7 separate regions of the Mus musculus genome follow, and regions 2, 3, 4, 5, 6 and 7 are each linked to region 1. Evidence: chromatin contacts called from public HiChIP or PLAC-seq, capture Hi-C and promoter capture Hi-C data. All regions are on one chromosome and are shown on one strand. The core of a region is the stretch at or near the end of the contact, and the rest is flanking DNA. Distances in the headings are between cores, read along the strand shown.

Evidence for each region. Promoter capture Hi-C pulls out the DNA fragments that hold promoters and counts their contacts. HiChIP or PLAC-seq counts read pairs in DNA pulled down with a chosen protein or histone mark. Capture Hi-C pulls out chosen DNA fragments and counts their contacts.
Region 2: a contact with region 1 is called in a FOXA1 HiChIP or PLAC-seq map of pancreatic cancer cells. The contact joins the promoter of Rnf169 here to the promoter of Arrb1 in region 1. A contact is called at or near these places in 2 of 39 promoter capture datasets (the C10 cell line and pre-B cells), 2 of 484 Hi-C or Micro-C datasets (CD4 T cells and embryonic stem cells), 5 of 115 datasets of contacts at active chromatin or transcription factors (bone marrow-derived macrophages, large pre-B cells, memory CD8 T cells and 2 more) and 1 of 9 other capture datasets (adipose tissue).
Region 3: a contact with region 1 is called in an H3K27ac HiChIP or PLAC-seq map of thymic regulatory T cells, with 3 times the contacts expected there. The contact joins the promoter of Dgat2 here to the promoter of Arrb1 in region 1. A contact is called at or near these places in 1 of 484 Hi-C or Micro-C datasets (erythroblasts) and 2 of 115 datasets of contacts at active chromatin or transcription factors (pancreatic cancer cells and thymic regulatory T cells).
Region 4: a contact with region 1 is called in a promoter capture Hi-C map of hippocampal neurons, with 7 times the contacts expected there. The contact joins the enhancer-like site here to the promoter of Arrb1 in region 1. A contact is called at or near these places in 11 of 39 promoter capture datasets (the 3T3-L1 cell line, the HPC-7 cell line, cranial neural crest and 7 more), 5 of 115 datasets of contacts at active chromatin or transcription factors (SST interneurons, differentiating embryonic stem cells, embryonic stem cells and 2 more) and 3 of 9 other capture datasets (adipose tissue, embryonic stem cells and liver).
Region 5: a contact with region 1 is called in a capture Hi-C map of embryonic stem cells, with 2.8 times the contacts expected there. The contact joins the promoter of Spcs2 here to the promoter of Arrb1 in region 1. A contact is called at or near these places in 4 of 39 promoter capture datasets (cranial neural crest, hippocampal neurons, neural stem cells and 1 more), 2 of 484 Hi-C or Micro-C datasets (CD4 T cells and embryonic stem cells), 15 of 115 datasets of contacts at active chromatin or transcription factors (the NIH/3T3 cell line, acute myeloid leukemia, bone marrow-derived dendritic cells and 10 more) and 3 of 9 other capture datasets (adipose tissue, embryonic stem cells and liver).
Region 6: a promoter capture Hi-C map of neural stem cells shows a contact between it and region 1. The contact joins the promoter of Map6 here to the promoter of Arrb1 in region 1. A contact is called at or near these places in 1 of 39 promoter capture datasets (neural stem cells), 1 of 484 Hi-C or Micro-C datasets (embryonic stem cells) and 1 of 9 other capture datasets (adipose tissue).
Region 7: a contact with region 1 is called in an H3K27ac HiChIP or PLAC-seq map of SST interneurons, with 4 times the contacts expected there. The contact joins the enhancer-like site here to the promoter of Arrb1 in region 1. A contact is called at or near these places in 9 of 39 promoter capture datasets (the 3T3-L1 cell line, the HPC-7 cell line, cranial neural crest and 6 more) and 11 of 115 datasets of contacts at active chromatin or transcription factors (SST interneurons, bone marrow-derived macrophages, embryonic basal ganglia and 7 more).

What each region holds. Positions count from the first base shown.
Region 1 is chr7:99,533,926-99,537,152 of GRCm38.p6, reverse strand. Arrb1 (arrestin, beta 1) reads right to left here and starts at 1,667. Exons shown (of 16, transcript NM_177231.2): 1 at 1,355-1,667. The coding sequence starts at 1,374.
Region 2 is chr7:99,978,775-99,982,001 of GRCm38.p6, reverse strand. It overlaps Rnf169 (ring finger protein 169), which reads left to right and starts at 1,544. Exons shown (of 6, transcript NM_175388.3): 1 at 1,544-2,030. The coding sequence starts at 1,568.
Region 3 is chr7:99,181,243-99,184,469 of GRCm38.p6, reverse strand. It overlaps Dgat2 (diacylglycerol O-acyltransferase 2), which reads left to right and starts at 1,757. Exons shown (of 8, transcript NM_026384.3): 1 at 1,757-2,078. The coding sequence starts at 1,958.
Region 4 is chr7:99,876,708-99,879,934 of GRCm38.p6, reverse strand. Xrra1 (X-ray radiation resistance associated 1) reads right to left here. Exons shown (of 19, transcript NM_001164258.1): 7 at 468-565. The region is part of intron 4 of Gm38405 (a long non-coding RNA gene); the gene reads left to right. Among named protein-coding and RNA genes, the nearest start is that of Xrra1, 19 kb to the right of the region's middle. Within about 2 kb of position 1,459, at least 8 of the 459 cell types and tissues checked have an H3K27ac peak or open chromatin away from gene starts, as enhancers often do. A contact at or near this core is called in hippocampal neurons, where this site is marked.
Region 5 is chr7:99,857,154-99,860,380 of GRCm38.p6, reverse strand. It overlaps Spcs2 (signal peptidase complex subunit 2 homolog (S. cerevisiae)), which reads left to right and starts at 1,498. Exons shown (of 5, transcript NM_025668.3): 1 at 1,498-1,617. The coding sequence starts at 1,504. It overlaps Xrra1 (X-ray radiation resistance associated 1), which reads right to left and starts at 1,163. Exons shown (of 19, transcript NM_001164258.1): 1 at 1,151-1,163.
Region 6 is chr7:99,265,983-99,269,209 of GRCm38.p6, reverse strand. Map6 (microtubule-associated protein 6) reads right to left here and starts at 1,763. Exons shown (of 3, transcript NM_001048167.1): 1 at 1-1,763. The coding sequence starts at 1,188. It overlaps Gm26705 (predicted gene, 26705), which reads left to right and starts at 1,992. Exons shown (of 4, transcript NR_103487.1): 1 at 1,992-2,065; 2 at 2,739-2,803.
Region 7 is chr7:99,793,902-99,797,128 of GRCm38.p6, reverse strand. No RefSeq gene overlaps it. Among named protein-coding and RNA genes, the nearest start is that of Olfr521, 28 kb to the right of the region's middle. Within about 2 kb of position 1,643, at least 86 of the 459 cell types and tissues checked have an H3K27ac peak or open chromatin away from gene starts, as enhancers often do. A contact at or near this core is called in SST interneurons, bone marrow-derived macrophages, embryonic basal ganglia and 2 more, where this site is marked.

The DNA.
Region 1 (3,227 bases), core at 418-2,917:
TCAGTAGGAAGGCTGGTGGGAGGCAGTTTCTAAACATGAGGTATCTGAGCTACCACTATGCCTCAGTTTCTGCTCCTGGGAAATGGGAATAACCTCTGTAGCTGCTTTCACTCACTGCTGAGGCTCAGCTGTCAGTGGGCAATGAGTCATTTTGTTTAAGGGTCCCAACATGTGACTGCAGGGATGCTTCCTTTCTGATCATCTCTTATGCCCTAGGCTATGCCTAGTATACAACAGGGGCTTAATAAATAAATTAATATCAGAAGAAAGGAGGTAAAGGCAGAGGGAAGGACACAAACAGAAGAGTAATAAGGAAAGCAATGGTAAACGGCAGGTGCAGGGAGGCTAGAGGAGGGGCCAGAGAAGATGGCAAGGAGACTCTCAAGGGCCAGGAAGGTGAACCAGTCTGGTCATAAGGGTTGACCCCACGAGCTTCCCTGCCCCTCCCTAGCCCTCCTACTTTGACCTAGTTTCCATTTCGAGGGCCTAACCTTTCCTCTCAAGGCAAGCTCTACAAAACAGTTCCCGTCACCCTCCCTCAGCTACATGGAGCCCCTAGCTATGTGCTTTGGAGGACAGAGGGGAAGAAAGCCATGTGAATGGGGACCTGCCTTCCAGGTCTCAGAGCCTTCCACTCTGTGACCTGTGTTCCCGGCCCTGCTATGAGGAGTCAGAAGTGAGTGTATCCACTGCTCTGAGGATGTCAGTCCCTGCAGGCATTTTATGCCTTGCATGTGTGTGGTTAGCCTTGATGTGTCACTAAGACCTGTGGCCACATCGTGTCACGTCAGAGAGGGTTGACAGACTGCACGTACTAGCTTAGACCGTGCTTTGCAGCACCCAAGTGCCAGGCTACGTATGTCGGTGTATGCCCGCATGTGTGTAGCAACACGAGGGTGTTGTTAGAGCTGGTGCGTGTTCGAGTGGGACCTGTGTATGCTAACAGGACTGACAGCAAGAATGTGTTGACAGACTGGTGTGTGCGTGAGAGACCGTATGTGACGTCGTCGTGTCACAAATGCGAAGTGTGGCAACGACTGTCAGTGTGTGCCTGCAGAAGGGTGCTCATGTGTTTATGAGCTTGTGTGTTGTGTGTCAGCCTGCCCCAGAGCGTCCTGAAGTCTATCGACCAGGGCTGGGTGTGTGAGCTCGTCTCGGCCAGGAGCCGTGAACCCAATGGGGTGGCCCACCCTGGGTGCCTCGGTACACATGGTTCTGGCCAGAGAACCACACAAGAGACTTGGGAGGACAACAGAGTGCCAGATCCCGGGTGACGCTGACTGGAACCTCCGCCCGTGCCCTCGCCCAGGTCGTCCCCACGCGCGCGTGGGACAGGGCGGCCACCCGCACTCACCGTGTCCCTTTGTCGCCCATGGTCCGCGGCGGCCGCAGGGAGGTCCGCGGCGTCAGCGTCCAGGCTGGAAAATCCCCGGCCGCCAGGAGAAGCGCGGGCCAGCCCGCTCCCGGCTACCCCGCTCCGCCTCCTCCGCTGTCGCCGCCGCCGCCCCCGCCCGGGTCCCCGCCCGTCGCTCGAGCAGCACAGCGCCCAGGCCGCCGCCAGGGGCGTGGAGCGTGCGGGTGTGAGCGCGCGTGTATGCCTCCGTGCGCGGCTCTGCGTGTGCGCGCCCAGAGAGTGAGGGCTGCGTGGCCGGCCGCGGCTGGTCCACGGGAGCGCGTGCACGCAAGCGCGTGCCAGTGCTGGTGCGTGTGCACGGCTGTGCGCGCGAGCCTGTCGGGAGGTGGGGTGTGGAGAGAGAGAGAGAGAGAGAGAGAGAGAGAGAGAGAGTGTGTGTGTGTGTGTGTGTGTGTGTGTGTGTGTGTAGAGGTAGCACGTCTTTGTGCAGTTGTGTATGTGTGCTCACAGTCGTGGGTGCGAGCGCTCTCTCCCGCGCACGCCAGGACTGGCCTTTGTGTCTGCGGATAGAAGCAAGCGGAAAATCCGCAGACTTCAAGGCCCAGCCTCAGAGGCGCCCCTGTGTGAGGACAGCGAAAGATTCCAAAAGCCTAGCCAGGCCTTCGCCCTTTGCTCCACCCTCCCCACCCCCGCCCTTCTGGAGAGATACCACCCAACGACACAACAGGGACAGGAAGAAGGGGTGGGGGCGGGCAGCGGACTGCAATGCTGGAGAGCAGATGAGAGTGGAAAGGGGAGGGGCAGGCAGAAAGAGGAAGCAGTGAGAACAGGAGATAAAGAAGGGACCGAGAGCCAACTAGCTGGTGGCCTGTAGCATCTAGCATCATTGATATAGCACCCAGGCCTAGCTTAGGTGCCTGTAATGACTCTGGACACCACTCAGCCCATTTCAGGTCTATTGGCTGGGTCCTAAGACCAGCAGATGTCCTGTTCAATTGTTGAAGGAATCTGCTTGTTCTTGCGGGCAGACACCTGCACACAGCGGTGTCCAGCAGAGTCTACTGTCTGCAGCTTTCTTGGTATCCTTGGAAACCTTGACTTTCCTTACGTTTCCTACCCCTGGAGAAGTAGCCGGTGTGCAGTGGGAGGGTAGAGTTCAGAGGCTAAGAAGGGGTAGGAAAGGGTTTGAATCCATTTTCTCCTAGAAGGGATCTTGAGGCAGTGGGAGGAATGTAAGGTCCTCAGCCCCTCACTGCTGGAGTTTGACTAATTGGCACTGATAGGTCCCTAATATCGGAGTATTAACGATAGGAAAGGAAGCTATCATTTACTCTGATGCAATTGCGGGGTCTGGAAACATCTCCTGTAATTATGTTCAGAAGCAGTTACCTATGCTGTTTACATAGAGTGTGCTGTTTATAGAATTGGTAATAATATCCCAGGATAATGACTATAATTATGTCCAGATTGGGGAGGGGTGGGTAGAGGCTAATGGACAGGCAGGGTGGTCCACATCTGGGCAATGGTAAGAGCTAAGAGGAAGTGGATTAAGGTCTGTAACTTCACCTGCCCTTTCTTAGCCTCTGGGATCTTCCCTTCCTCCAACCAGGGCAGAGCAGGAAGCCACCTGACCCTTCTGCAGGCCGTTGTGGGGGGCTCTTGAAAGGAGCAGAGTAGGGTTCTCTATTGATAGCAGGAAGCAAACTTTGTGAGCTCAAAATCAAGAGGCCTGGTCTTGTACTCTCCACGGGGGCTTCGTCCAAGCCCGATGAACTCAGGACAGTGCCCAGTGCCGATGCTCAAAGCACATTCGCCATCCTACTTAGTAAGTATCTGCGGTCATGTCACTAAAACAAACAATGTTGTCGATCAC
Region 2 (3,227 bases), core at 295-2,794, 440 kb before region 1:
CAAGAACTCACTTCTGTGTCTGGCAGTATTCTGGCTGTCTGGGCCTTAGGCTGGGCCTCTGACTCTCTGGACATGATGTTTAGTTACTCACTGACCCTTTGTCAGTTGCTGTCTGTCCTTTACTTCCAGGTTCTCATCCTAAGGCTCCAGTCCCCCCCACCCCAACTTGGATTAATCACTCTGCTTTGAATCGGTTACCACCAACTGTGGACACTCTCATGACAACCTGGAGCTTCTAGATGCTTTCTTCTACATACAGTTGCTTAAAAATAATGTCTTTACAAAGCCTGTGATTTTCCATAAAGATAACATCTTGGTCCAAATGCACCTTAAGGTAAAAATAATAAACAAACAAACAAACAAATAAATAAATAAATAGGCAACACCCCGAGACTTGTTGTAGTACAGTCATCTTTCCATCAGGGGGAGCCATTCTTTTTCCTAAATCCTCTGTATCCAGAAAGGAAAATCACAGCAAAGTCTCAACACCTCTCCCTGGCTTAAACAGGAATGATGTGGTCAGAGCTGGCCGGTAGGAATGAACTCTAAGATCCATGGGACAAAGCTTATAGGAAGAGGGGTTGTGTGATGGCAGGTCAGTTTGCAGAAGTCACAGCTGCCAGCTAGGTGAAGAGATGAGGAGAAAGAAATCATGCAGTGGGCTTATGGAATGAAGAAGTGGGTGGGAACAGGCTGGAAATAGAGCCATTTTGGCCAGAAAATGACAAGACTATAAGTTAAAGATGCCTGGGCTGGGAGCGTGAGGACCCTTGAGATGGTTCTGTGAATAGAATGTGGGAAATAAGGGCTGTTTTGAAAGGATGGAGACATTAGGTTTGTGCACGGAGCATGCAGATATCCATAATGATAAATTCAATAACTCTGAACTGCAGATATTAGTGTGGGCTTTCATGGGGAAGAAAAGAGGAGACCAGGGAGTCATATAGACTGAGAAAAGAAAAGGCACAAGCTTACACAAGAGTATCTACATTTAAGTATCAAACACAGAAGTAATCTGAGGAGCAGGGTTTGTGTAATAAAGTATGCTTTTTTTTTTTGCCCCAGCCAAGGGAGGGGACTTCATAAAGGGATGTGGAGAGAGAGGGGCTGAAATGAGGGCTGGTCAGGTTGTTATTTCAACAATCACTCAAGACTTTTGGTCATGATAGGCCTCATGCTAATCACAACAAGCTGCTATGGCCCCGAGGAGAAAGCCCTTACCAAATGAAGTACTTCGACAAGTTTCTGGATAGCTCATATTTATAGTTCATTTTATAAAGTTCAGGGTCGCTCAAAAATTCCAAATAAATTCTTTCAGTCTCTCAAGATTCAGTGCTAGAAACTACAAAAACAGGAGGGCGGGCTGAAAGACCAGATATATAAAGAATAATCATTAAATATTAATAAGCAGTCTCCTCCTGCTAAGCGAAAGGCCCTAGGAGAAATATCCCCAGGCGGACTAGGTTCCCGCCCCCTCATGAATATGCAGATAGCTGTCCGCCGCGCACTGCCCCGCCCTCTACTCCTCTCCCACCGCAACCGACTCTCCCTTCAAACGGGAAACAAGATGGCGGCGGCAGGTCCGAGCACTCGGGCTTCTTCCGCTGCGGCCGCGGCAGCTCTGAGTCGGCGGGGCCGGAGGGGCCGCTGTGACGAGATGGCGGCAGCGAAAGCCGGGGCTCCGGGCCCGGCCTCCAGCCCCGCGTTGTTAGTGTTGCGGTCAGCGCCACGGCCGGAGGAGTCGGGCTGCACCGGGTGCCTGGAGACCCCGGGGGAAGTGGCGGCCCTGCCGTGCAGCCACTCGCGGTGCCGAGGCTGCGCCTCGCGCGCGGCGGGCCCGGGCTGCCGTCGCTGCCGTCCCCGCGGTTCGGGCTGGGCCCGCCGTCGGGCGCGCGACGACGGCCAGGCCGCCGCGGAGCTGATGGGCGAGCGCGCCCGTCGTGGACAGCCAGAACCCTGCCGCCCGCGCCGGGACGGGGGCGCGGCTGCCTCGGGGCCCAGGCCGGAGCCGGAGCCGCTCGCGGAGCCAGGTGGAGCCTCCCCTCGCCCCTGTGGGCTTCAGCCAGGCCCAGCCGCCGGGTCTGGCCTGGTGAGCGGGGTGGAGGGTCCCGGGCTCTGCTGCCGCGGGTGTGGAGAGTTCTGCTGGGGTCGCGACCGGGTTCTGCCCAGGCGCAGTATGTGTTGGTGAAGGTTGAACTTTGGAGCGAACTGTACGCGTGTTGAATTTGGAGGGGCAGTGAGGGGACCCCGCGCCTTGCGTAAGTCAGAAGTTTGGAAGGAAACAATTCCTGGAACAAGTTAGGGGCATGTTGAAGTTGGTGCGTGGAGGGGGAGGGGCCCTGGAGGATCCCAGCAGCGCTTGTTTCAGTGTTGGGCAGAGGGCTTGGGGTCGCGCGGTCTAGGAGGGATGTGTCTTCCAGGGCTGGAGAGAATGAGGTGTGGGATATCCCAGGCTCAGGGGGAGCTTTGCAGACTTGAGAGCAGAGTGGGTTTTGAGGATGAGCTCTCGTGTGAAGTTCTTTCTCATGCTATCTTGGGAAAAAAAAAAAAAAAATATATATATATATGCATGCTTAGCGCAGAGCTTGCCACACAGGATGAGATAAATGCCATCTATTTTGGTGATAATACTAATCATAAACGTTAGTGGTGCTTGATGAAGAAAGCTGGGTGGGATTTAAGTTTTGGAGACAAAGATTGGTTTGGCTGGGGGCTGTTTTCTGTCTTTCTATGTAAGTTTCATCTATGATGCTGGCAACTTAAAGGTCTGTTGTAGGACTCTTGGCCTGAACTCCTTTGCCTTTCTCACCGTCGGCAGCCCATCACTTGTTGGTGCTGAAGTCTGAGATAGAAAATTCCGTTTGTAACATGAACCGAGACCTAGGCTTCTTTGGTGCAAGCCTAAGCAACATACCTACAGCTGAGATTTTCAAGAACCGTGAATCAGGAAAAGCCATTTGCTAGCCCTTTTATGTTAGGAATTCTGCCTTACGTCGTTTTCAGCAGAAGGAAGGCATTGCTTTGTGTGTATATGAAAGTGCAGTTCCTAGAAACTGTAGAGTCCAGAATGCATCTATTTTTGGTTCAAGCAGAGACACCTGCCAAAGACACCTTGTTTTTCAGTCTAAGGGCTGAGATGCTCTGCATTTTACTTTCTGCGTTTCTTGTTATCCCTTCCAAAACCATCACAGTGCTCTTGGTTGTACCTTTATTTCTATTTTATAGGT
Region 3 (3,227 bases), core at 508-3,007, 350 kb after region 1:
TCTCCCCTCTTCAGGTAGAACTCACCTCCTTTCTTTTCTGCTCTTCCCCAAGGCCCTATTGACCTAGACCTTACAGTATGCAACCCAAAGGTGAGCCACACCCCAGTCCTATCTTTTTTCTGAAGGGCATACCTTTAACCACTGCCTTTGCTTGAGATTCTCCCACTCACCCAGCTCCCCACTGCAACCTGTCCTCACGTTTATTTCTCATACTCTGTCAAGAGGGATCCTACAATTCATCTTACCTCTTTCGTTTCTTTTAAGGCTCTCCCAGAACCCAGTCCCACCCCAAAGTCTTAAGAGAGACACTGGAGGATTTTCTAATCCCATGTCACTGCAGTCTCCATCTCCCACGTTGCCAGGACTACAGTCTCTATGGTCCTGCCCCAATCCAGACATGCTGACTGATGCTGCCCTTCGGCTTGTGCTCACACCCTCATTCTGCGGAACTCCTCTTCCTCTGTGGGCAATGGGAATGAGTCCCAGTGCCTGTAGTGAGCTTAGTCCATATACCTCAGTTCCTCAATTCTCAAAGCCTCTCACAATACAATCACGGGTGTTCCCGTTTTTACAGATGTGAAAGAAAACTGAAGCTGCAAACTGCGAGTGGTGGCACATGCCTTTCACTCAGCACTAGAGTCAGACAAAGGTGCATCTCTATAAATTCAGGCCAGCCTAGTCTACATAGTGCCAGGACAGCCAGGGCTACAAGGAGAAACCCAATTTCTAAAAAGAGAAAAGAAAAGAAAAACCAAAACATCAACATTCACACAACCCTCAACCCCACACCCTGCCCCCCTCCGGCAAACCAAGCCAAACAAAAGACACCCTGAAGTTGAGGAAAAGAGAGGAAGAGAGGTCTGGAACTGGGCTTGAAGTCCATCACTCACTATGCTTGTAGTATTGCCTTTGTCTTTGGTGTTTGGAGACAGGGTCACTATGTAGCCTGGGCTGGCTTCAAACTCTTGCATACATACAGGAGAGGGAGGGAGAGAGAGAGAAGAGGCGAGAGAGAGAGAGAGAGAGAGAGAGAGAGAGAGAGAGAGAGAGAGAGAGGAGAGAGAGAGAGGAGAGAGGGGAGAGAAGGGGGAGAGAGGAGAGAGAAGAGGCGAGAGAGAGAGAGAGAGAGAGAGAGAGAGAGAGAGAGAGAGAGAGAGAGAGAGAGAGAGAGGAGAGAGAGAGCGAGCTGCTAGGATTGTAGGATTACAGGTAGTAGACTCCATCGCTCTAGGTTCCTTCCTGATAAGACTCAATCACTCCTATTTTTTTGCTGGTAAAAGGAAAGGCTGCGGCACTTGGGTAACTGTCAGGTCCAGCTGTAACCTAACGAATTCCAACACTACTCACTGCAGGCTAGGCCTGCCCAAGGAAAGCACAGCCAAAAGGGACACAGGCACCCGCACGGTCCGGATCGTCCCGCACGTGCTCAAACTCCCTGCCCACGTTCCAGCTGCTGGACCGTACTAACGTCTGAGAGAGAGGCTTGGGAGAATGACAAGGCGGTCGCTGGGGCAACCAGGAGTAGTTTCATACACCGGGACTCCGGCTCCCTTGCCCGTATTCTATAGACTCTGAACCGTACAGTTCAGGCCATGCTGCCTTCCTGGGCTCTGTGCATAGTTTATCGCCGGGAGTCTCACCCCCTACAAGAACATGGCACAGTCCGGGGCGGACCCTTTTGCCCCGCCCTATAGCGTCACGACCCGCCCCGTTGTGAGGTTATAAAGTGCGCGCGCAGCGGCGCTCGGCGCCGTGGCCGCGCTTCGCTGGCTTTCTGCTCATCTAGGGTGGCAGCGGCTACCTACCTCAGCTCTCGCCCTGCTGCCGCCACGGCCTGGGCGCTGTCCCTCAGCTCCCGGAGCTCAGCGCGAAGCCCTGGCCCCGGCGGCCGGGGCATGGGTCAGGGGCGCGGCGTGAGGCGGCTTTCTGCACGGCCGTGACGTGCATTGGCTTCAGCATGAAGACCCTCATCGCCGCCTACTCCGGGGTCCTGCGGGGTGAGCGTCGGGCGGAAGCTGCCCGCAGCGAAAACAAGAATAAAGGATCTGCCCTGTCACGCGAGGGGTCTGGGCGATGGGGTGAGTGTCAGTCATCCCTAGGGCTTTCATCCTGAGGGCACCCACAGCAAGACGACTTTCAGGAAGGGACTTTGGCCAAAGCGTGCTGCCCTGTGCTGGACGGACGGCTAGCTAGTTCAGGTCGGAGTCCCAGACAATTATTTCCAGTTTTTAAAAGGTCTCGCCTTGTAGCCTAGGCTGGCTTCCAACTCTTAATCCTCCTTCCTTGGCATCCCAGGTGCTGTGATTGCAGGTGTGCCACTACAACTAGCTTCTCTTTAGGGGAACTTGACTCTTCTGCATCCTGTCATTTGGTTAAGGATGAGGCAAGATTCATGCTTAGCTCGGCTGGTTACCCAGTTTGAGCCAGGCAACCTGGTATCCTAGGCTAGCCTGGCTTCATTCTCCATCCTGGTACTCACTAATGTTGCAACACGTGTTACATCACTTGCCATCCCCCCAGCTGCTGAGGGCGACACCACCCACTCAGCTCAGTTAGTAGTGATATTTCACTCTCCAGCCCCCAGTACTGATCTACCTCACAAGGTGGAGCAGGATTTGGCTGGGAGGAACTGGATGGGGCAGGGTGGTAAGTAGGGTTTTGTAATCCCCTGAAACAGTCACTGGATGGAGAACATGCCTGCCTGGAACCAGGTGTGCCCCAACTGCCCTCTGCCCCAGCTTTTGTGGGCCAACCCAGACTGTGAAGCCCTCACAGCGCAACCCTGAGTCTGACATACTTAGAAGAGGGGTGGGAAACCCTTGGATTTTTTTCGTTTGTTTAGTCTGTGTAACAGCTCTGTTTGTCCTGGTATTCTATAGACCAGGCTGGCCTTGAACTCACAGAGATCTGCCTAAGTTGATTATCCTTCTAGAAGTTGTGTCTGCCTTCAAGATAGAACCGAGGCCTTCAGTGAATGGGGAAGGGGGGCATACAGTTCAAATCACACCTCAGCCTTTTCCATACAAGGCAAAGCACCCCACGTTGCTTAGCTGAAGCTGCAGAAACTGAAGGAGGAGGAACGAGCTACCCCAGTTTTCCTTAGAAAGGGCAGCGGTGATGCACACCTTCAATCCTAGGACTTGGGAGGCAGAAGCAGGCAGATCTCTTGAGAGTGAGTCCAGCCTGGCTTACAGGATGAGTTAGTTCCAGGACATATTAGTTGTGGT
Region 4 (3,227 bases), core at 210-2,709, 340 kb before region 1:
GGTATTGGTCCACATAGTCTCTAGCTCACTGCACCCTGCTTTAAAGCTGGATTCAAGCTCTCTAAACACCTAAGGAGATATATCTCCCATGAAACTCTTCCTCCTATGATACTCCGTTTAAACTCACTTTTCTATAGATTCCTCTGAATATGAATGACCCTTGGCACTTACATTCCAGGGTCATACACCTTGGCCATAATTACCTGTCTGCCATCAGTACCACTAACACTATTACCTTCACCACCATCACCACCACCATCCTCCTCCTCATCATCATTATCATTGTCATCATCATCATCACCACCACCACCATCACCACCATCTTCTCCAGAGGCCAGAAGCAAGAAGCAAGAGCCTAGCAGTGAAGGCCCAGAGAACCTTTGTCCAAAGTCATAATCTGTCGAGATGCCTATACTCATTCTTACAGGGGAACAGGTAGGATCAAAAACTTCCTACCTCCAACTTACTTCCAATGTCTTGAAGTCTCCATATTTCACGTAGACCATCTTGATGCCATTGAACGCAAGCTCCAGTTCCTTTAGAACTGGAAATGTGTGAAAGACATCTACATGGAAACGGGGGGGGGGGGAGAGAAAGAGAATAAGAGAGGATCTTGAGCTTGGAAAGGCTTACAGAGGAAGATGCTAATGATCATTCACTGAGCTTCCAGCTGTGGGCGATGCTTTATGTTGCAGACCTCAGATCTCTAACCATAAGGTTGGAGAGATGGTTTGGAGGTTAAGAGAATTCCCTGCTCTTGCAGAGTATAGTTCAGTTCCCAGCGTCCACCCTGGGTGGCTTCCAACTGCCTGTTACTTCATCTCTAGGGGATTCCAAGAAAAATTTAAACCTCTAGCTACTTCACTAACAAGAATCCATTCATCCTATCACTGAGGAAATGACATCTCTGGAAGGCTAAGTGACTTATTTGAAATAAGGTGGCTGGTAACTGGGAAAACTAAGGCTCGAATGTTAAGTCTGTTCAAATGGAAGGCCTGTCCATTTAAAACTGATATATATTATTTTCTCTTCCCAATCCAGGGGCCAACCTAAGGGTCTTGTGCATGCTAGGCAAACTCTCTACCACTGAGCCACACTCCTAGATAACCTCTGATTAGAGATGCTAACATGCTTACCCCAAATAGTCAAACATCACGGGGAAAAATGTTCCTTTAATCCCAACATTTAGTGTCAACTGTTCAAAATTTTATGTATATACCTAATATTTTTCTCATGTATGTATTGAAATACAGTTTTCTTCTTATAAAAACAGAATACATGCTGTACAGTGGCTTTTCTCCTTTCACAGTTTGATGTGAAGATTATTCCAGGTTAAACTTGTCCAGCATCTTAGTTATCTTTCTAGTATAGACATGCACTCGCTTTTCCTGTTGGTAGTGTGTAACCTATGTGGGAGGGAGGTAATCAAGGACTCCTTCTTGCATGACAACTGGATCTTAGATTCACTTTCTAGGCCTGTTTCCCTGGTAACCTAAAGCACATGCTATGGTAACTGTGTTACTAGGCAACTATTGCTTGTGGTAAAAATGACTGCAGAGTGGAAAATTATGTCTGGACCAGGAGAAGGTATAAATTATAAATGCCCGAAGGGGGTGCTTCTCTTTAAGTGGTGACTCCTAGAATCAGACATGTCCTTCATGGGTATTCTGTAATATAGACCTATGGAATGGCACATTGGTTCCTGTGTTGATGAGATTTCCAAACAAGGGTGATCCCTGCATTTACCCAATGAGAGTTTCTGTCCAGCACCCAGGGTGACTCTTGGCTAGTGGACAACCCTGCAAGAGAGTCAACCATGGGAACTCCACTGTAGGACTCCTGAAATCCTACAGGAACACAATGTAGAATCACTTAGAAGCTTCTAAGTGAACCTGGTGTACTATGTAGCCTACAAGAGCTTGAGAGTCAGGAGGCTCAGTAAGGTCAAATAAGACACTGACTGGGGGAATTCCCTTGGGTAAGTCTCTTTCTGTGGAATATATTCCTAGAAACAGAACTACTAAAGGCAGTGACTATCTCAACTTTTAAAAGATTTATTTATTTACTTATTTATTATATGTATATGTTCCTGTGTGACACTGTGTGCAGTAAGTATGTGCAGAAGCCAATGAAAGTGAGAAGAGGTCACTGGATCCTCTGGAACTGGAGTTACAGGTGGCTGTGAGTGGCCCCCATGGGTGCTAGAAATTGAACCCAGGTCCTCTGCAAGAGCAGCAAATACTCTTAACAGCTGAGCCAGATCTCCAGCCTCATCTTAAATTTTAAGAGACATTGCCAAATTTCCTTTAAGGACTCACACAACTTTCTTATATTTGACTTTCACCGAGAGTCTCCCTTGACTACGCAGGGCTGGCTGTGGTTAGCATCTTTCATACTTGCCAATATTTGATGGACATAAAACTGTGTACTGGTGTTATAGGTGGCTGTGAGTGACCCCCATGTTTTTGTCCTTAATGAAGCTGGGCATTTATCAGGCCTTTTGGCCTGTTTATACCAAGGCATTCCTAGCAGAATACACTTTCTTCTAAGGCAAGGATCTTATTAGATGCTTTGATGGACGCTATCCTCCAACTCATTGAAACAAACTCATTGACACACCCCTTCTAGAACTGTCTCTGGGTATCCCCAGCCTCATCCCTGCCCCTGTGATTCCCATCTCTTCCCAGATCACTCTCTCAATCCCCTTCACTCCCCATCTCAAGCTTCATTCCCCTCCCATGGAAAACCCCTCCTCTCTGAGATTCCCTGGTTAAAAGCCTTCCACGCCTCTTCTGTCTAGAGGACTAAGCTCAACTCTCAAAGCCCTTGATAATCAAGCCCTTGCCAGTGCATCTAGCCTCAGTTTTTCTCCCCATGTATGCCTTGTATACAATCTTCCCAACAAGGCAGTATCATTCCACAGCTGCCCTTCAATCCAAAGCACCGATTCCTGAGTCAATTTCTTGTGTGTGTGTGTGTGTGTGTGTGCGCGCGCGCGCACGCGCACATGCAGGTGTCAGAGGACAGTTTTTCAGGAGATGGTTCCCTTCTTCTATCATGTGAGTCTCAGGGATCAAATTCAAGTCACCAAGCTTGGCAGCAGGTGCTTGCAGCCACTCGACCATCTTGCTGGCCCAGTGTATTTATCTTTTGATCCAGTCTCAGGCACTCTTTCCTAGGTTTCCTGACTCACTGGACTGGGTTAAAGTCCCTCTGGGATGCACACC
Region 5 (3,227 bases), core at 249-2,748, 320 kb before region 1:
GAATGTAGACTTCTGATCACCTATGACCCCCCCCACCCCCACCCCCAGCACCTACCAATGAAATTTTAGATCACCTAATCCTTCTAGAGAGTTCCCTCAGTTCTCTATAAGAAGGCCTGCATGCGTTTATCTGGGGTCACCATTTCAAAGAATGGTTGGCCCCTGCATGCTGGTGTTTCTGCAGAATAAATGCTCTTTGTTTTTGTATACTCTCTGAGCCTGGGGTCTTCTTTCAGTGATTTTTGGACCCTTACAACTGGAGTGGCCAGGAATTGCTTAATCGAGGATGAAATCTAATCTGCTATTCTTTAGTGATCATGTGAACATAGCCTTGCCAAGAACATTTTGTCTCTTTCATTCAGAGGTATATTCTAAGTGTGTAGAACAGGACTGAGTACATGCTAAGCGATTCAGAGGCTGGGCATGGTATTATACACCTTTGGTTCCAGCACTAAGGAGTCAGAGGTAGGTGGATCTCTGGGAGTTTGAAGCCAATTTGTCTACACAGTGAGTTTCAGGACAGCTAGACCTAATGGTGAGACCCTGTCTCAGAAAAACAAAACAAAATGTCTAGCGAATTCAGTATCTGGCGGATCATCTGTACACATATGGAAAATATGTAGGTATAAAAACTAAATAATGCAATGTAATATGGCATAAAGTGATATTACTATGAGATATCCCAGGTCTATTTTCCTTATATGCCTTAGTTTCAGTGTCAAGTTTTTTTGGTGCTCAATATTTTTTTCTCTCAATATTTATAAAAATCACATTGTCAAACTGGAAACATGCTTTTAAGTTTAAAAAACTAAAAAGTTGGTTTTAAGTGTGTTCTGACTTATGCTCTCTGGCTTCTGAAAAATTCCTTTTCTTGTCTATACAGCATTATCCTGAGACAGACACAGAATGGGTGGATGTAAGTGCATGTAGGGCACTGCCTAGCACACAGTAGGCACTCAATAAATGATAGTTCTACAGGAAACATTACTAACAGCTGAGATTATGGTTACTTCGGAGAGAATAATCGAGCTGATATTCTACCTTCAGGGACAGAAAGGGGTGAAGAGCAGGCTCTACCTCCCTTCTTAGGACACAACATCTGGGGCTGGAAAGACTCATAATTCAAGCAAAATTAAGTTTCCAGCCACACCTGCCTTCGGCGTCGTTTCCGCCTCCGAAGAGCCCGCGGAGGCGATGTCCCTGTCAGGCGGAGTGCACGCCTGCAAGCCTCACGGGAATCTCGGAGTCGCTCCACGGTGGCGCTTGCCACAGCCTTCCCCACCCACTCCTTAGTAACCGCGAGGATGTGGCTAGCAACGGAGGCGGCAACCGGCGACGGCAGATTCTAACTACAAGTCCCGTCAAGCCCCGCGGCCTCTTTCAGCCCTCATCAGCACACCAGACTACGGATCCCGATGGGCTCTGCGCTGCCTATCACATGAGCAGCTTCAGCCAATCGGCTTCGGACAAGTCGTATGGGAGGGAGACACGGAGGGAGACAAGATGGCAGCGTCGGCGTCGCAGGGTGGGAGAAGCGGCGGTGGCGGAGGCAGTAGTGGGGCTGGCGGCGGCCCCAGCTGCGGGACAAGCAGCAGCCGCAGTGGTTTGTTGGATAAGGTGAGGAGCTTAGTCCTGGGGACAATCTAGAGCCCGGGGAATGCCCAGGAGCTGGTGAGCCCAGCTTCCCATCCCCACCCCCTTATTTTCTGTGGCTCCTTGAGCGCTCCTCCGTAGCACACGAACGCACACTTGTAACTTGCCCTCTCTACACGTTGGAAAACAATCCTTCCCTTTAGTCGTCTCTTTAAGCAAGTGCTGCTGGTCCCTAACCGCCACCGCAGCTTCTCGTAATTATGGCAATATTTCACCATAATGATCACGTTTCTATTGTGCTAGGAGGGCCACTCTTGAAAATGCCCATAACATCAACGTGGAAAATGGAACTTCTAAAGAAATTGAAAGAATCTCCTCGAAGTCAGTATTCCCCAAACCCTTCCACCATCATCCTCGCGTGTTGCTACAGAGCCCAAAGAGTTCCTTGGCCTTTAAAGTTTTTAAGGGTTTTTTTTTTTTTTTTGGTTTCTTTTAATTTTTTCATGATATGTCAAATAATGAAATATTCGTATGTTGACTTCCCTTGCTGGTCTGATAGGAAGCCTTAAGATTCTTTGTCCCTCTTGGGTTCCCTGCCTTTCTCTTCCCCTGCGTGGCCTTTTCTGTCTGTACCAGCTGACTGCTTTCCACTCTGCCTACACAATTTCTAAAGAATTTCACGTCCTTGTCCATAAGGGCTTAAAGGAAAGAGTCAGGGGAGGAACGCTGCTCCTGGATTGACCATCTTGCCCCTTGCACAGCAACTTGCAAGAGACAGTTGCCTGAAAAACGGGCCTGGCATTAGTTTTGCCTCTAGCTCTGTGTCCTAAAATGTGCCTGTTCTCCTTATTGCCTTCCTTATTCTGTAGAATGAGGGGTTTAGTCCAGCATACCTTCTGGCCCCCTTCCAGGGTTGTCCTTCCCAGCTGATGTGATGAGGGTGAAGCATGGTGCTTTCATATAGTAAACCACTTTTCTTGAAACATTTTAATCGAAATGCTCTATTACTCCTCTGTGTGGAACAGATGGCTAGGGCTTAAGAGATGGATGCCTGATCATCCCGCATTTGTGTAGCTTCCTACATGGTAGGCAGCACTCCACCACTGACCCACGTCCCCAGTTCCCCTTGTCTTTTGGAGGGTCCTTAGAGTCAAGTTTGAGACAGGGTCTTGCTGTGTAGCTAAGCTGGCCTGGACTGGAACTGGCTTTGTGCAGGATCCAGGGACCAAACTCGGCTTGTAAGCCTTGAGCCATCTGTCTGGTCCTCAAGTCTTTCTTGAGGAAAGAATATGATAGTGCTTAAGATTTCTTAGTAGGCTTACTAGAAGGGTTTAAGTAAACTTAGTGAAAGGTAGGGTTAGACTGGAGAAAGTTACTTAGGAGTGGAATGTAAAGAGACTATATAAAGTGACTTGAGGAAGGTTATTTACATAGCTCAATGAACTAGACCCAATAATAGTGTATAGTATATACTATACACTAATATATAGGATTTCTTAGAAGGGTAAGTTTGAATTCTAGTGTAGCATAAAAAGCCCTGGATGACTGCTCATTACTGAACTTGTATTTCTTTACCACAATAAGCATTGTAGGTATTCTCATTATAGGCTCATTATAAAGATCAAATTATATAA
Region 6 (3,227 bases), core at 514-3,013, 270 kb after region 1:
ATGGGCAGCGGGTGTCTGTTCGTGCCCCTCCGAGCGACGCACCATCCAGGCCGGCCCCGCCTTCCTCCTCGTGTCGCGCTCGTCTGCACCAGATGCCTTTCCAGCTGCGGGGCCGCCCTCCTGGGTCTGAGACTGGGCGGGTGGCAGCGGCGTCTCCTCGTGCCCTTCCGTGCGAGTCACCATCCACGCGGGTCCAGCCTTCCTGCGTGTGTCACGCTGATCTGCACCGGACGCCTTTCCAGCTGCAGGACCACCCTCCTGGGTCTGGGATTGGGCTGGGGGCAGAGGCTTCTCTTCGTGCCCTTCGCTGCGAGTCACCATCCATGCTGGCCCTGCCTTCCTGCGTGTGTCACGCTGATCTGCACCGGACGCCTTTCCAGCTGCAGGACCACCCTCCTGGGTCTGGGATTGGGCTGGGGGCAGAGGCTTCTCTTCGTGCCCTTCGTTGCGAGTCACCATCCATGCTGGCCCTGCCTTCCTACGTGTGTCGCGCTGGTCTACACCGGACGCCTTTCCTGCCGCCAGCACCCCGGCTCCTCCAGCACCCTCCGGGTCCCGGGCATCAGCAGAAAGTTGCATGGGCCCGCGCTCTTGGCTCTGAGGCCGACGCTTGGGCACCCCGAGAACAGGTTGGGAAGGCTGCGAAGTCGCAGGGATTTGCACCGGCTTGGGGATCCAGGGATGGTCCCCGCGCCGGGGCAGCGGCCAGGCGCGGAAGTCCTTCTGGTACTGGGTCTCGCGCTCGAAGGGCGCGTCGGACGGCTGGTACTCGCTGCGCGGCCGGCAGCTTGGCTCGGGCCGCTGCACTTTCCAGGCGCGGTAGTCCTGTCGCATCACCGAGTCCGCGGGGCCTGAGCCGGAAGTGGAGGCTGAGGCCGCGCCCAAGCCCAGCCCGCTCCGGCCGGGGGCGGCTACAGTCTCGCGGTCGACGCTGGGCCCGGGCGCAGGCCCTGTTGCCCGGGCAACTGCATCCGACTCTCCCTGGGCTGGCTGCGTCTCTATGGCGACAGCACGCGAGGGGGGCGCTAACGCGGGCTGCAGCGGAGCTGGCGGCTGCGGAGGGGCGCCTGGGTGTTCGGTGGCCTCCGAGTACTTGGTGAAAACCAGCGGCACCGCAATGTCCGCCTTGTCCAGCTGGTTCCAGAAGCGGGCGATGCAGCAGGCCCTTGTGATGCACGGCCACGCCATGTTAGCCACAAAGCCTTTTTGTGGTCCTAAATCAAATCTCCAATCTCCCTTTAACCCCAACCCAGACCCGCCAATGTGGTTCCCACCGCTTCCTTCCCTTAGAAGCCCTTTGCCTCGTCCTCCACCCTCAAAGAGCACCCGGGGACAAGGTACCGCTGAGATAAAGTCCGTAAAGTCCCTCGATTGCCGGCTGCAAACGCCTGCTGCAGAGGAGCTGCTGTGGGCAGTGAAGAATAGGAGCGAGGCTCAGCGTCCCAGAGTCCAGGCCTAGGGCGTCTGGGCGCGCCCTCTCTGCGACTGCGGTGTCTAGCAGACCCCGGCAGAGCAAGGAGATGCTTGGCAAAGAGGCTGTGGGCTTAAGCCATGGCGCAGGGAAGGATCCGCAAGCAGGCTTTTATCTCCTTTCCGTCTGGTTCAGCCGGCCGCCTAGCGAGGCTTGGCAGCGGTCACCTCCAACCCAGACAGAGCAGAGAGCAAAACGGCCTCTATCTATACCCCCGGTGATGCCGCAGCCGCTGCCGCTGTCGTCTTCTGCTGCAGAGAGGCGGCCCCACCCTTTTTTGCGGCTCAGCAAGGGAGGTGGGGTGATCAAGAAAAGATGCTGAGAGTATGCGCGCTGCAGAAAAAAAAAAAAAAATCACCTGCTGTCGTCAGGGCGCGCAGCTGAGAGGTTGCCCTCTCCCTGTCCCCTCCTCCCTTCTCTCTGGCAGCTCCTCCCTTCTCTGTTCCCAGGCAACAGCAGAACTGGGTCCTTGATAGGTTCAAGTCCCAAGCTCCTGAGGACTTGCTGTCCTTGAGTTGCCAGCTTCATGTCCTAGAACCGAGTCTCCTCTCTTTCGTAAAATCGCCCCAACCAATGAATACTAATTTTTTAAGTGTAAGACCGCCCCGCCTCCATGAAATGTCTGTTTCAGACTAGATGCTTTGGCTTCTTTTAAAAATCTTTTTTACTTTTTTTTTTTTTTTTTTGGTTTTTGGCTTTTGTTTTTTCGAGACAGGGTTTCTCTCTGTAGTCTTGGCTGTCCTGGAACTCAGTCTGTAGACCAGGCTGGCCTTGAACTCAGAAAAGCCGCCTGCCTTTGCCTCCCAAGTGCTGGGATTAAAGGCGTGCGCCACCTTTTAATTATGTGCTTTTGTCTGTGTGTGGGTATATGCACATGGGCTCTGGTGCCTGCTGAGGCCAGAGGGTCAGAAGTAGATTTCCCTGGTGCTGTGCAGGCGACTATGAGCTCCCACCCCACCCCCATGTGAATGCTGGGACCCGGACTTGGGTCCTCTGGAACACCAATACAAGTTTTTAACCACTCAGCCCCTGAATAGATACTTTAAAAGGGAGAGCTGCAGTTAATTGGTCAGCTATCAGGCTGTACTTATGCTCCGTGTTGCTGGTTCTTGACCTAAGCCTATGTGTACAGGGCTTCCCCAGTTGTATGAGATTGGGAGAGGCCGGCCTGGGAGAGGCCGGCCTAGCCATACTCTGGCTGTTCCTTCTTTAAGCAACTGGGAAGCAGTGAGTCTACTCTCCCAGGATAAAATTGGTTCTTCTCCAGCCCAGATGCTGCACTGGGGGAAAGGGAGAAAAAGGAAGATTCTGGAAAGAGACCCAAGGGAGGAGGTAAGCGGCTGGATGAGAGACAGTTCCCTAGGAAAAGGGAGACCTCTTTGAGGGGATTCTCGGTTGTGTTTCTGCCTTCTTTTCTACTTTGGGGTTGAACAGATTTTGGAATCTAATGGACCTGCTTTGGCTCTGATACTCTCTTTGTGACTTGGGTTGTCTCTGGGCTGCAGTCCCCTGGGTCGGGGCGGGGGGTGGGGGGGTGGGGGGGGAGGGGTAGTAGAGCTAATAAATGCCTCGGGGTGGTTTCATGAGGAAAGTTAAGCACCCAGAGCAGAAGCCTGGAGTCCATACTCAGGGATTTGGATCCTGGCTTCTGCACTTTTGGCTCTAAGGCATAGACAAATTGTGGCAACCTCTGACCCTTAACTTTGTCTCTGAGCAAGGGTATCTATTCTGAACTTACAAAGTTTTTCTGAAGACT
Region 7 (3,227 bases), core at 394-2,893, 260 kb before region 1:
TCTGATCTTCCTCCGTGCATGCCTACAGGGGGAAGAACATGGAGCGAGCCCTCTGCACTCTTCCTGGAATTCCTTCCCTTGTTCCACTCAGTGGCATCCTGTCCCTAGCTGTCTCTGCCGGAGCCCTGTCTCAGTCTCTCTGTTGTCTAGGGACAGCCCTAGGATGGGCCTGAAAACTCCCAGGTTCAGTCAGCTTTCTTTATGATAAGACATGAGGTTCCCCATCTTGGCAGGCGTGCCCAGCTCCCACGAGGATCTTGGGAGTTCTGTTCTCCTCCACCAGGGCATACACACAGTCCTTCACACAAGGCCACCCCTGAATCCTTTTCTGTCATGTCCTCTGTGTGAACCTGTGCCTCTCCTTACAGATGTGATCTCAGGACCTCCTGTCCTTGGCTTTGCGCCCTCACTGCAAGTCCACAAGTCTGAAACCTCAAGGGAAGTCCTACTGGGTAAACGCCATGACAACTGTCTTGCCTGACTACGACAGGGTTTTCTTCAAAGAGAAGTGGAGAGGGGGCTCCCCAAGGGAGACACTGCCATTGGAACCCCTTGTCCCTACTACCAAACAAGGGTTCTGTATGGTAAAGGCCCAGGAACCATTTCTCATGAGAACAAAGGCCCCAAGTTTCCCCAATACCCTGTTGCTGATCAGCTGGCGCCTCTCAGCAGGATAGGCCATCTCCCTCTGAAGGCCCGCATTCCCTTCTGCAGGAACTGGGGCAGGGTGGGGAACAGAACAGATGTTTATGGGTGCAAGCTCTGTGTGGCTGTTATTTCAGGCTCTCACCCTTCTCTCAGCCACACAATCCTTCCATAGTAGCTAAATCTGTGACTTATTTTTAATATTTTTCCTTTAGCATACTTTATTTGGATCTCTAATTTCATGGTCTCCAAGCAGTGATACAGGCTCGATATTATATATTTTTTTCCCTAACACACATTGTGATAAATACATAGCTGTTTTAAAAATAACAAAGAATGCTGACACGCACCCTTGTTAATGCCAGCGAGGCGTGTGCCACGCCTGGGTGAGCTAATCTCCACAAACGTGTAAAGTCACCGACATCATTTATATTTTACAAGAAATTGAAGCCCAGAAAGGTGGAAAGACTTGGCCAAGGTCACACAGAGTCTTCTGATCTTGGCCCACAACCCAGGGAAGAGGGGGAGGGGTGCAGGTGCTTGAGGGATGCGGAGGGGAGGGGTGTAGCTGCCAATGAGAAATGCAAGAAGACAGAAAAGATGGAGAGTTGTGGGGATAGGAAACCCATGTCAGAAAAGCAAATGACCTGGGTCCCAATGTCCTATGCACAGTAATGGCCATGAAAATAGCTGCAGATTTGCCTGCGTTTGTGTGAGCAAGATTTATCGTGCCAGCAGCTCCGGTAATTGGGTGACGAAAGCATTGCAGCTGGGCCCGCAGGCTCGCAATTCATTATCAGGGAGACGGGTGGGTGGGGAGTGGCCTGGAGTTCACTCAGCTGTGGAAAGACTGCCGCCCCAGAAAGAAGAAAGAGCAGGTGGGCAGGCCTCAGAAATGTGGGGGACCTTCCTCTTTTCAGCGAGCATCCCAAGAAGGGGGTGACAGATTCAACGGAAGGGCCACAGCAGAGAGGAGCCTGTAGCAGGGTGTGTCTAGAGGTGGAGCCTGGAGCCAGAGGGGAAATCCCTAATTTGAATATTGTTGCCTTTGAGACCCCGAGCAGATGACGTCATTGCTTCAAGTCTTGGCTTCCCCGATATATGCTGCAGATCATAGTGCTGACCTAACTAGCAAGTACTGAGGCTCCAACGAGATGAGATGATCTTGTTTAGACCCAGAGCCTCCTGCTAGGGAAGCCTTCGTCCCTTTCTGCCCACTCAGGTCTGCCCTTCCTGACCATGTGAGCTCTGAGTCCTCCTCAGATCTCCAAACCTGACGCTCAGCTACTGTGGGTTCAGCCAAATGAATGCCAAGTCTTCCTGTAGGATGAGGAAAGCCAAAGGAGGCAACAGACTGGGGTTTCAGGAAAAAGCCCTAAAGGAGGGAAAACTGGGCAGCAGACTCTATCTAGGGTTTAACTCTATCTCTAGGTGGTAGGGGGTTCTGGCTGGCACCTGACTCTACTCCCACCTGGTAGGACCCTCTGGGGTCCGTGGGGACTGATGGAACTGGGGGCACAGAGAAAGGGAAGAGAAGAGGAGACTGGATTTCAGGCCTGCCTCTGCTGTTTTTACAGGTAGTTTCCCCTCTAAGCCTTTGTTTTCTTGTCTGGAACATAACCACAGGTTTTATTTGGATTTCTTTAACTGTGAAGAGTAGGAAATTACTCAAGGCCCCCTAGACAAAGAGGAGCTGGGTATGGACCAGTTGTGGCGTAGAAGATGAGCAAAGCCCTGAAGAGTGTCAGCACCAGACCCTGCCCTGTGCCATGTGCAGCGTCAACTATTCACAGCCCCCTCATTTTATTATTTTATTTTATATCATTTTATTGAGACATGCAGCCTAGAATGGTCTTGAACTCACTATGTAGCCAGGGATGATTTTGAACTTCTGATCTTTCTGCCTCTACCTCCTAAGTGCTGGAGTTACAAGTGTATATATACATCCATGCCTGGTTATGTGGTGGTTGGGGCTCAGGTCTAAGGCTTTATGCAAGCTAGGAAAGCACTCTGCTGATCAAGCTACATCCCAACCCTCATACCCACCTCTTGACAGGGAGCTTTGTTCAGATAGACAAATGGAAATTTAGCATGAAGCACTGTGAACTCAGGTCTGACTCCAGACCAGAGCTGTGAGTAGGAGTGACAGAGGGTGACAGGAAGTGACAGGCTGCACCTCATCTCCCCTTCCCTCCAGCTGTGTCAGATGAATTAGCTAATAGCTAGCTGACTGACCGCAGACACTAAGTTCATCAAGTGCTCTGTGTGCACCAGGCACTGCTCTGCTTGTCCACGTTAGCCAGCTTTCTGTTTTTTCTGTTCTTAGCAGCTCCACAGGGAAGACATCTCTATGTGGCAAACCTCTGTCTTACATTAAGTAACTTGACTAAAGTCATATGAACTGAACCCCTGGCTGCAGATCTTGAATCCTTAATCTCTGTACTGTACTGCAATGATCAGAAAGGAAAATCTCCCAGGCTTACAGTCAGAGAACAGTGCTGCCTGCTTCCTCCAGGTCCTTTTTCCTCTCTACCTGCTGCTTAACTTTTGGTGTGATTACAAATTTCTCATCTCAATCCCAT